Regions from separate parts of the Mus musculus genome. Here region 2 is linked to region 1. A link is a contact called in public HiChIP or PLAC-seq data. All regions are on one chromosome and are shown on one strand. Each heading gives the region's core, a stretch centred on a gene start, on an enhancer-like site or on the middle of the called end of the contact. The rest is flanking DNA. Distances are from core to core; before and after follow the strand shown. Region 1 has its middle 20 kb from the start of Gm33579. Region 2 holds the start of Fendrr (Foxf1 adjacent non-coding developmental regulatory RNA).

Evidence for each region. HiChIP or PLAC-seq counts read pairs in DNA pulled down with a chosen protein or histone mark.
Region 2: a contact with region 1 is called in a BATF HiChIP or PLAC-seq map of CD8 T cells, with 5 read pairs. The contact joins the promoter of Fendrr here to the enhancer-like site in region 1. A contact is called at or near these places in 1 of 39 promoter capture datasets (liver), 1 of 15 datasets of contacts at CTCF or cohesin (CD8 T cells), 1 of 484 Hi-C or Micro-C datasets (nephron progenitors), 2 of 115 datasets of contacts at active chromatin or transcription factors (CD8 T cells and stem cell-derived neural progenitor cells) and 2 of 9 other capture datasets (adipose tissue and embryonic stem cells).

The regions. Positions count from the first base shown.
Region 1 is chr8:121,001,773-121,005,833 of GRCm38.p6, reverse strand. No RefSeq gene overlaps it. Among named protein-coding and RNA genes, the nearest start is that of Gm33579, 20 kb to the left of the region's middle. Within about 2 kb of position 2,808, at least 11 of the 459 cell types and tissues checked have an H3K27ac peak or open chromatin away from gene starts, as enhancers often do. A contact at or near this core is called in CD8 T cells, where this site is marked.
Region 2 is chr8:121,080,271-121,084,854 of GRCm38.p6, reverse strand. Fendrr (Foxf1 adjacent non-coding developmental regulatory RNA) reads left to right here and starts at 1,745. Exons shown (of 6, transcript NR_045471.2): 1 at 1,745-1,881. It overlaps Foxf1 (forkhead box F1), which reads right to left and starts at 469. Exons shown (of 2, transcript NM_010426.2): 1 at 1-469. The coding sequence starts at 456.

The DNA of each region.
Region 1 (4,061 bases), core at 1,559-4,058:
TTGTTGTTTTTTTGGGGGGGGGGTTGGTTTTTAACCCTTTTCAGTTCCATGGTCTTCTGGTTTGTGTTGTTTCCATAAGAAATTTGCTACCCACCATAGTCACTGTGATGTTTTGTGCTTTTAAATTTTATTTTATTATTTTGAGATAGGGTCTCACTTTGTATATAGCCCAGCCTGGCTTTGAACTCACAAGAATCCTCCTGCCAAGTGCAGGGATCACAAGCAGGCATAACCACAGCTGGGGAATTTCCTCTTTCTTATTGGGGGATTTTGATTGTTTAAACAACTTGATCATCCTATGCCGTGGTGTAGTTTCACGTATGTTTCTTGTGATGTCATTGGGCTGCAGTTTTGACCATAATTGGAAACATTTCATTGGTTATTTCTTCAAGTATTTGTGTCCATTTCTTCCTTCCAACCCTCCCCCTCCCCCTTCTCTCCTCCTCAATCTCCCCTGTGATCCTCTCCTTCCCCTTATCTTGTCCTCCCTCCCCATCCCTTCCCCTCCCCTCCCCTTCCCCTCCTCCCATCCTCCTTCCTCCCCTTCCCTTTCCCATCCTCTTCTCCTTCCCATCCCTTTTCCTCTTCCACTCTTCCCCTCCTCGTCCCTGTCCCTCCCTTCCTCCACGCTCTCCTCCCCTCTCCCTCATTCCCCCACCCTCCTCTCCTTCCCCTCCCTTCTTCCTCCCCTCCTCTCCCTCCCCTTCCCTTCCTCCATCTCCTCCTCCTCTCAACCCCCTGTCCCTTCCTCCTCCTCCCTCTGCCCTCCCCCTCCTCCCATCCTCCTCCCTCCCCTATCCTCCTCTCCTTCCCCTCCCTTCTTCCTCCCCCACTCCTCCCCTCCCTTCCTCTCCTTCCCTTTCTCCACTCCCTCCTCTCCTCCACCCCCTGCCTCTCTCTCCCCCTCCCCTCCCCCTCCCCTCCCTGTGCTCCTTCAGGGCCCCTATCTACTCCTTCAGGTTTTCTCTCTGTACTTCCCTTTGGGTAGTTCCTTTTGGTCCAGCCTCAAGGCACAAGCCCCTCTCCTTCAGTGCCTTAGGCTCATCTTTCATGACCTTGATTGGAATCTATTACAAAACACACCTAGCACCTCTGCTCATTTCCCCACTTCCGTCTGACCCACAAGCCCTGGTGCACTGATTTTTCTGTCTGCTGGGTTTGTCTCTGGGTCCATTTCTGCCCTTCCTTTGTGATCTCATGTCTTATTTTGCCACGTGACCCTTCTGACCCTGTGCCTTGTCATTTGGATTGATGTCAGGGGTTGTCGTTTTGCTTTCTGGGTGCTGGGTGCTTTTTAATTTCTCGATCTTCTTAGGGTTTGTAAAGAGTCAGTTAAACAGACTGGAAGCTGCCTGGCTTGTTCACTCACTTTTGATCTTTCAGATCACTGCCCTTCACTGCTGGATAGCTCCATGACTTTAAAATGACAGTTTCATGATTAAAATGTACATTAGGGGAGTTACTTGCCATTTATTTTGACCAGGAGCAACATTAAAAATATTTTTTTAAAAAACTTTATCTTTTTAATACTTACATTTTTATCATCAAAAGGTGACTGGTTTCGATAACTATTTAAGTATCTAGTATGGGCTAGAGAGTTGGTTTCTATGAACAAAGCGAGCAACTGGGTCATACTCTGGAGTCTATAGCAACTACGTTATTTTTGGATCAAGAAGTCAACCTACTACAGGTATCTCTGGAGCACCTGTAAGCTCCCTTATTTGAGAAAGATTTTCTTATGTCCAGGCAAGAGATCAAGCCTCAGCCAGCTGCCCACCCCCCACAGCCTCGACCACAGGCTTGATCCTAGGTAACTGTCTGCTGACCACAGCTAGCTCTGGGCATCTGCTGCTCACAGAGCATGTGCAGCCCCCCTCCACACCCCCCAGATGCTGACTTTGAGTGAGATCCTCTAAGGCAGGGGGAGATGACTTCTGACAGTCACTTCTGGACAGCTGTTTAGAGTCTAGAGAGTTTGTGTCTGCATTGAGCAAGGTGGCCGTCCTGGGTGGTCTCAGCAGGAGTGCACACAAGCAGGACCTAATCATGCCTCTTACCAGAGTCGCATGTGGGCCTCACAGGGACCATTTCCTTAGTTCTGAGCTAGCAGTTTCCCTTCCCTGGAGTTCATTTTCAAGATGTTCTGAGCCAGGTGACTACTTAGGGTCTTTGCAAAGAGACAAGCTCCAAGCTAGATAGATCTCCAAGCTGTGCTCACCATTTGAGGTCAGAGGCGGCTGTTTCCCTAGCTGGCTTCTCTCCACCTGCCAGCCGCCTTTCTGCAGGTGATCACAGGGGAGACAGAGACCCAGAGAACCTGGCCCCAGCCGCATGCTATGGCACTGTCATAAAGGCTCCGTTGGCAGAAGATGAGCATCAGATTCAGTTACCCCGAGCGCACAGCACACTCCCCAGTCAAAGGCATTGTCTTGGAGAAGCAGAGCCTCCTCCTCCAAGCTGACTCAATTAGGAGCCGCAAGGAGTGTCCATTTCTTGGAAACTAGACCCAGAGATGCAGGAAATCATCTTAGGCTGTGTCCCGGGCCCCACCTGCTCCTCCTGCAGTCCTGCCAGAGGCCCCCCACTTTGGTTGAAAGAGGTCACCCAAGAGAAGGACTGTCTGTGTCACCCTCTCCCCACGGAGGCCCAGCTTCAATGGCACTCGGGCCCCAAACCACAAGTTTATGAATCTCAGAAGTTTTGCTTGCTCGGGTCTGGCAGGGAGCTTGGCTGACATCATGGAGACATTTTTCTCTGTCAGGCAACAGAACGAGGCACAAAGCAGCCAGCTGCGAGGCCTCAGAGCCCAAGTCTCTAATTAAAACAGTGGGAAATGAGATAACTTCTCGAATTCATCACTGCCGCCGGGGGCTGTCAGAGTGAAGCCTTCGAGGGTTACCCCCCACCTTTTGTTTATACGTTAACAGGGTCGCTCAACTGGCTTTTGTGAGTGTGTGTGTGTGTAGGGGGGGTGGGTTTCTGTTTGTAGGTGTATACATGTGTGTACATGTGTGTATGTATGCATGTGTGTACACGTGTGTGCATGTGTATATGTATGCATGTATATATGCATGTGTGTACATGTGTGTGCATGCATGTGCATGTATGCATATGGATATATGTGCACATATGTATGCATGTGTGCATATGTATATGAATGTGTGCATGTGTGTGTATGCAGGTGTGTGTGTGTTCATGTGTTTTTAGTATACCCCTCTTATTTATCCTTTTTTGCTTTCTTTCTTGCTTTCTTTTTCATACCTGTCAATCAGACCACCATGGTCTCAAGGCAAAGCAGAGAAAGAGTTTAATAAAGCCACCTTGTGTTTGCCTCTGTTAAGAGAGAGAGAGATCACCTGTTCCAGGCAACTTCCCTTGCACGGTGTCGTCGGCTCCCCCTGCCCTCCTTTATCAATTCCATTTTACAAGAGGAAGCTGAGGCCAAGAGAGCCTGGCTAATGAGTTTTCCCAGTCAGGGATGAGCTGGGTTTGACCCGCCCAGCCAGATAGAGAGGCCTTCCCTTCACGTCTTAGTCGTCTGTCATCTCTGACCTCTGCAGAGGCACAAGGACCTCCAGAGCCCAGAGCCTGAGGTCACTGGCAATCCAGGGAGGGGTGGCGAGAACACCGGGCATCATGTGGGTGGGGCTCCACTCTCTCCTTCCACCTTGTGAATTCCATGGACGGAACTCAGGTCCTCAGGCCTGATGGCAACCCCTTTATCTGCTTGATGGCCCTCAGCGCTTCATCTTTAACATAAAAGGAGTGCATTTGGACTAGGAAAGCCACCTAGACAATACATCAATGCTGATAGAAAGAGCTGGTCACCCGGCCACCGCCGGGTTTTAGCTTTTAAATGCTTCTCTCGTTCGACCTCCTCAGACACTCACAAACCCAAACCACAGCGGCCATCCTGTTAGCGCTGAGGGCCTGGGCTCCCGCGTGATTAAGTCTCAGACTCCTGTTGGATGCCAGAAGCTTCAGACTTGCTTCAGTCCTCTTGAGGATACGCAGTGGATAACTGCAGGGCTTCCAGAGCCTCTGCTTGTTTCTGAAAATGC
Region 2 (4,584 bases), core at 496-2,995, 80 kb before region 1:
CTTGAGCGCCTGGCATTTCCTTCGGAAGCCGCGCGGCCGCCGGCGGAACGAGCCCTCCTCGAACATAAACTCGCTAGCCGGATCGATGGTCCAGTAGTGGCCCTTGCCGGGTCGCCCGAGGCCCTTGGGCAGTTTGATGAAGCACTCGTTGAGCGACAGGTTGTGGCGCACGGAGTTCTTCCAGCCCTGGTAGGCGCCGCGGAAGAAGGGGAAGCGCGCCTGAAGAAACTGGTAGATCTCGCTGAGGGTCAGGCGCTTGCTGGGCGAGCTCTGGATAGCCATGACGATGAGCGCGATGTACGAGTAGGGCGGCTTCTCCGGCCGCCGCACGCCGGCGTTGGTCTTCTTGGCCTTGGTGGGGCCCGCCGCCGCGGGGTCCATGGCCTGGCCGCCCGCGCCGCCGCCTCCTCCTGTGCCCCCGCCGTGCGGCGGCTGCTGCTTGTCGGGCGCGGACATCGGGTGGCTGCTGCCGCCGCCGCTGCCGCCGCTGCTCTGCGCTGCCGAGCCGGGAGGAGGAGGAGGAGCAGGAGGGGAGGGAGGGGAGGGGGCTGCGCGGGGCGGCTGCACCTCTGCCGTCACTGCGGCTCCCGAGCGCGCCTCCCCCGCAAGCCCGCCCTCCCCAGGCGCGCTATTCTCCTCCTCCTCCCTGCGGGAGGCCACGCGCATCAGGGGGCCCGGCACCGCCCCCCCCGCCTACTCCCCCCCCCCGCCGGTGCACGCCTTTGCGCCCCCGCAGCCTGCAGTGTCCGATCCCCCGTAGCTATTCAGTGGGCTCAAGCCCCCCAGGTCCCTCCCCACGCGTCCCCAGCCCCCCTCCACCCCCGCTCCCCGGACTGCGAAGCCTGCCCCGCCTCTGCCGACCTGGACCCGGTGTGCCGGTCCCCGCCTCCTAGGCCCGGATGACCGGGCTGGACACGCGCCCGGGACTCCGGTCTTCCCGGCGCGCTGGGCTGCGGCGGTGGCGGAGGCCTTGGGTCGTGACCAGCGCGGGCAGAGAGAGCGATTGGGTTCCCGGCCCCCGGGGCAGGACGGCGTAAGTTCCCGAGAGGGACCGCCTCCCCTCACTCCCCGCCCTGGGAAGCGCTGCGCCGGCGCCCGGCGCTCCTCGGACTCGCCCAACCGCGCTGCAGCCACTGCCCCAGCCGAGCGCGGGCGGGCGGAAAACGAAACCGCAGGCGGCTTAGCGGGCGCTTTGTCTCCAAGCGCTGCAAGCGGGACCCGGAGAGTGGCTTCAGGTCGTGCAGTGCCACGAACCGCACAGGTTCCCTAGCAGGCGGCTTCGTGCACTCATTCATGAAAGCGCGCACACGCGTGCATTAACACGCGCCCGGAGCGCACACACAACGATGCCCCCAAGCGAATCCTCTAATCACCAACTTAGACGCGCAGGCTTGCACCAGTGCGCTCCCCACTCACGTTCCCCAGGGTCCCCCGGGAAGCTGCCACTCTCAGATCTGAATTCACAGAGCAAAGTCTCCTCGGAGCCCCCTCCCCCCACGCTTAACTCTGAAATCCGCTTAGTTGGCCCCGCGGCCCCGTGTCCCCTTTTACAAGCGCAGGTTCTGATTTCCTGAGAGATGGCAAAGTCCGGGGCAGGAAGTTTACAAGGCTCAACGTAAACACGTTCCGGGGGATCCTTTAATAATAAGAGTAGAGAAGCCCGCGGGCGCGGGGGGAGTTGGCCTGATGCCCCTATGGGCTCGGCCTGCCGCCGCCGCGGGGCCTCCGACGCTGCGCGCCAGGCCGGGTTCCGGAAAGCGGGTGGCGCAGGCGGGGAGCGCGTCAGGGAGCGGCCCTGGCTGCGGGGTCGCGGCCTTGGAGAGATGATGCGGGGCGCAGGACGATTCACGATCCCAGGTGGACTTGCGCGCTCGAAACCAGGTGAGTGTGGGCCTTCCGCAGCCCAGACACGCGCGCGCGCGCGCGGGAAGCCCTAGTGGCAGGGCGGGTGACGAAGGGGACCTTTACAGGAGTTGGTGCGAGGGACCTTGGAGCTAGGCGGCTGCGCCCTGGCGCGAGTTGCAAGAAGAGATGTCTGCGGGTCTCCTTCAAAGCCCGCTGGCCTCAAGTTTCTTTGGATTCTCGGTTCCCCATCTTCTCCCCACCCCCACGCCTTCAGCTTTGGTGGTAGGCGCCTTGTCGTCTTCGAGGCGCCTGGCACATCTGTGCGAGGGTCTGGGGGCTTACTGACTTAGGTTGTTGCTCTGTAGCTGCCTCCTTTGGCAGAACCGGGTTCGCAGGAGGCGAGAGTCGCCATCCCGTTCCTTTCTCCAGGACAGACTTTAGAACTCTGTGGTCCAACTAAATTAAAAGGGAGGAAGAAGGGAGGTGGACGCTTATGTGTGGTTATGTGTTCGTGCACATAGACGCTCTAGCAAGCCGGCTTCTGCGCCACACAGTCGGCCTAGACAGCACCCCTCAGCACCATCCACAGACTGGCGTCTGCCTTCTCACGGGACTTAAGTACAGTTAAGGGGCCCCACCCTGGAAGGGCGCACCACATGTAGCCTGCACGCTGCTGGACTGTGCCTTCGCCCACACAGAGCCACAGGATCACAAGAATGGGCCTTGTAGGCCAGAGCGCACCCTTCCACCCCAGGCCACACATTCCCACACCCCCAAGTTTTCTTCTCCCCCCCTTTCTCCTTTCTTTTCCTCTCCATTATTTTCTTTTTATTTACGGTTTGTTTTTTTTTTTTTTCCTCTTACACTGGCAATTGCAGACCTGAGGACTCTGGGCTGTACCTCAGGGAGGGAAGTTCTCAGAAGGGCGCTACATAGCTGGCCTTTAGCGAGAAGTGAGCTGAGGAAGGCGCCCATTTTCCGAGCCGGCACAGGCTGTATTTTGCATGCTGCCCCAGTCCAGCCTTGCCTCTGACCTCAGATCAAGGGTGCCTCCAAATCGAGGGGACGTGAAGCTCTTTTCCAGTTAAAGGATGTGTGCCCATAGGTGACCTCCAGATCTGCCCCCCTTCCCGAACTCCCACAGACCGCTGTCAGAGGCTCTTTAGGGTATTTTGTAGAGAAATTTCCTTTTCAGGGGAGGAAACTGAAGTTTCATTTGCCCTTCAGTCTTCAGGCCTACCTCCTAAGGCTGCCTGTGAGGGGGAGGGTCAGGGGAGCCCAGTTGCCTGAGGCTCAGCCCGAATTCCCACTTTCCACTGAGGAGAGAGATGGAAGTGGGTACCCAAGAGGGTAGGAACCCTGAAAGCCTATAGCTTGGATGACCCTCTACAGTTATAAAGCAATGAGGGTTGGGGGGAGTTGCCTATGTGTCTCGAAACAGCTCGCAGACACTTTGAGATCTCTCTGAATCCCACATTTTTAAAGAGGAGAAACGGAGGTTCAGTCATAGGGCTCTATCAGTGGCTTCCCTTGCTGGACGAGTCTCCTGGCCCCATAAACTATCTCCAACCGATGCTTTTATAAAGTGTCAACTGAAACTGGGGCGGGAGGGGGTGGGAGGAAGCCAAGCTCTTGGTCATTTTGTGTAACTAGGATGAGACTGACTTCAGGAGCAGGGTCATCATGCCTCCCTCCTAAGAGGCCGCGGGGACCGCTTCCCCCCCCCCCCCCCATATTTCAGTGTAGGATCACTCACAAGTCTGGATGGTCCCAGCCTAGACCATTTTGTATGGAGCCAAGTTTCTCCCTTTAAACGCGGCTCCAACTAAAGCACCCACTTCTTACGGTTGTGGCAGCAGTGAGCTGGGACGAATGTCACACAAAAGTCCCCCGGGGGAGCAGCCTCAGGGAGGCAGGGCCCTGGATCCATAGGGTGATACCTGCTCTCAGCTGAAAATCCACAAGACTCCCTCCGCATCTCAAATCAAATCCCTGCGCTTAGCACTGGCTCCAGGAATGCCCGCATTTCGGGGAGGACGCCCCCCACTCCGGGGCCCCAGGTATCTGCGCTGGTTAATTGCTTAAGTGAAGCCGCCGGCCGAAAGCGCGCCCGGCGAAACCCGAGCGCGGAACCAGATCCTGCTTCGGCCGTCCGGCCGCGGGCGCCGCCGACCACCCACAGCGAGGCCGGCCGCCCTGCTGCAGGTTAGCAAGGGCCGACCCCACGCGAGACTGCGCATCCCCGACATCCAGAGGGAGCGCGGGGGACGCGCCGAAGTGCAGGGATGGAGAGGGGAGGGAACGTGATACGGACAATTCAGCCTTTGGGTACCAGAATTCAGAGTGCCACTTGCCCGATGAGGTAACTGTGGGCAAAGTGCACGGTGGGACAGGCACCACGGACTGCCAAGGGAACTGTAGAGCGAGGGAGATGTAGAGGGGTGAATGGATAGCAAACGAATACCATGCCTTAAGCCCTGGAGGACCTGGGGCTGGTGTGGTGGCTTCATGTGCAATCAGTGTTTGAAGATTCTAACTGGGCAGGACTCTCCTTCAGTCTATCCACCGGCCTGGTTGGTAGATTGCCCAACTAACGTGTGTACAGAAAGGTGAGGTGATCGGTAATCCCAGCATTCCCGAGGTGGAGTCGGGAGGAGCTGAAGTTCAAGGTCATCCTTGAGTTTAGCAAATTCAGGGCCAGCCTTGGATATCTGAGATCCCTGTCCCCCAGATTAAAAA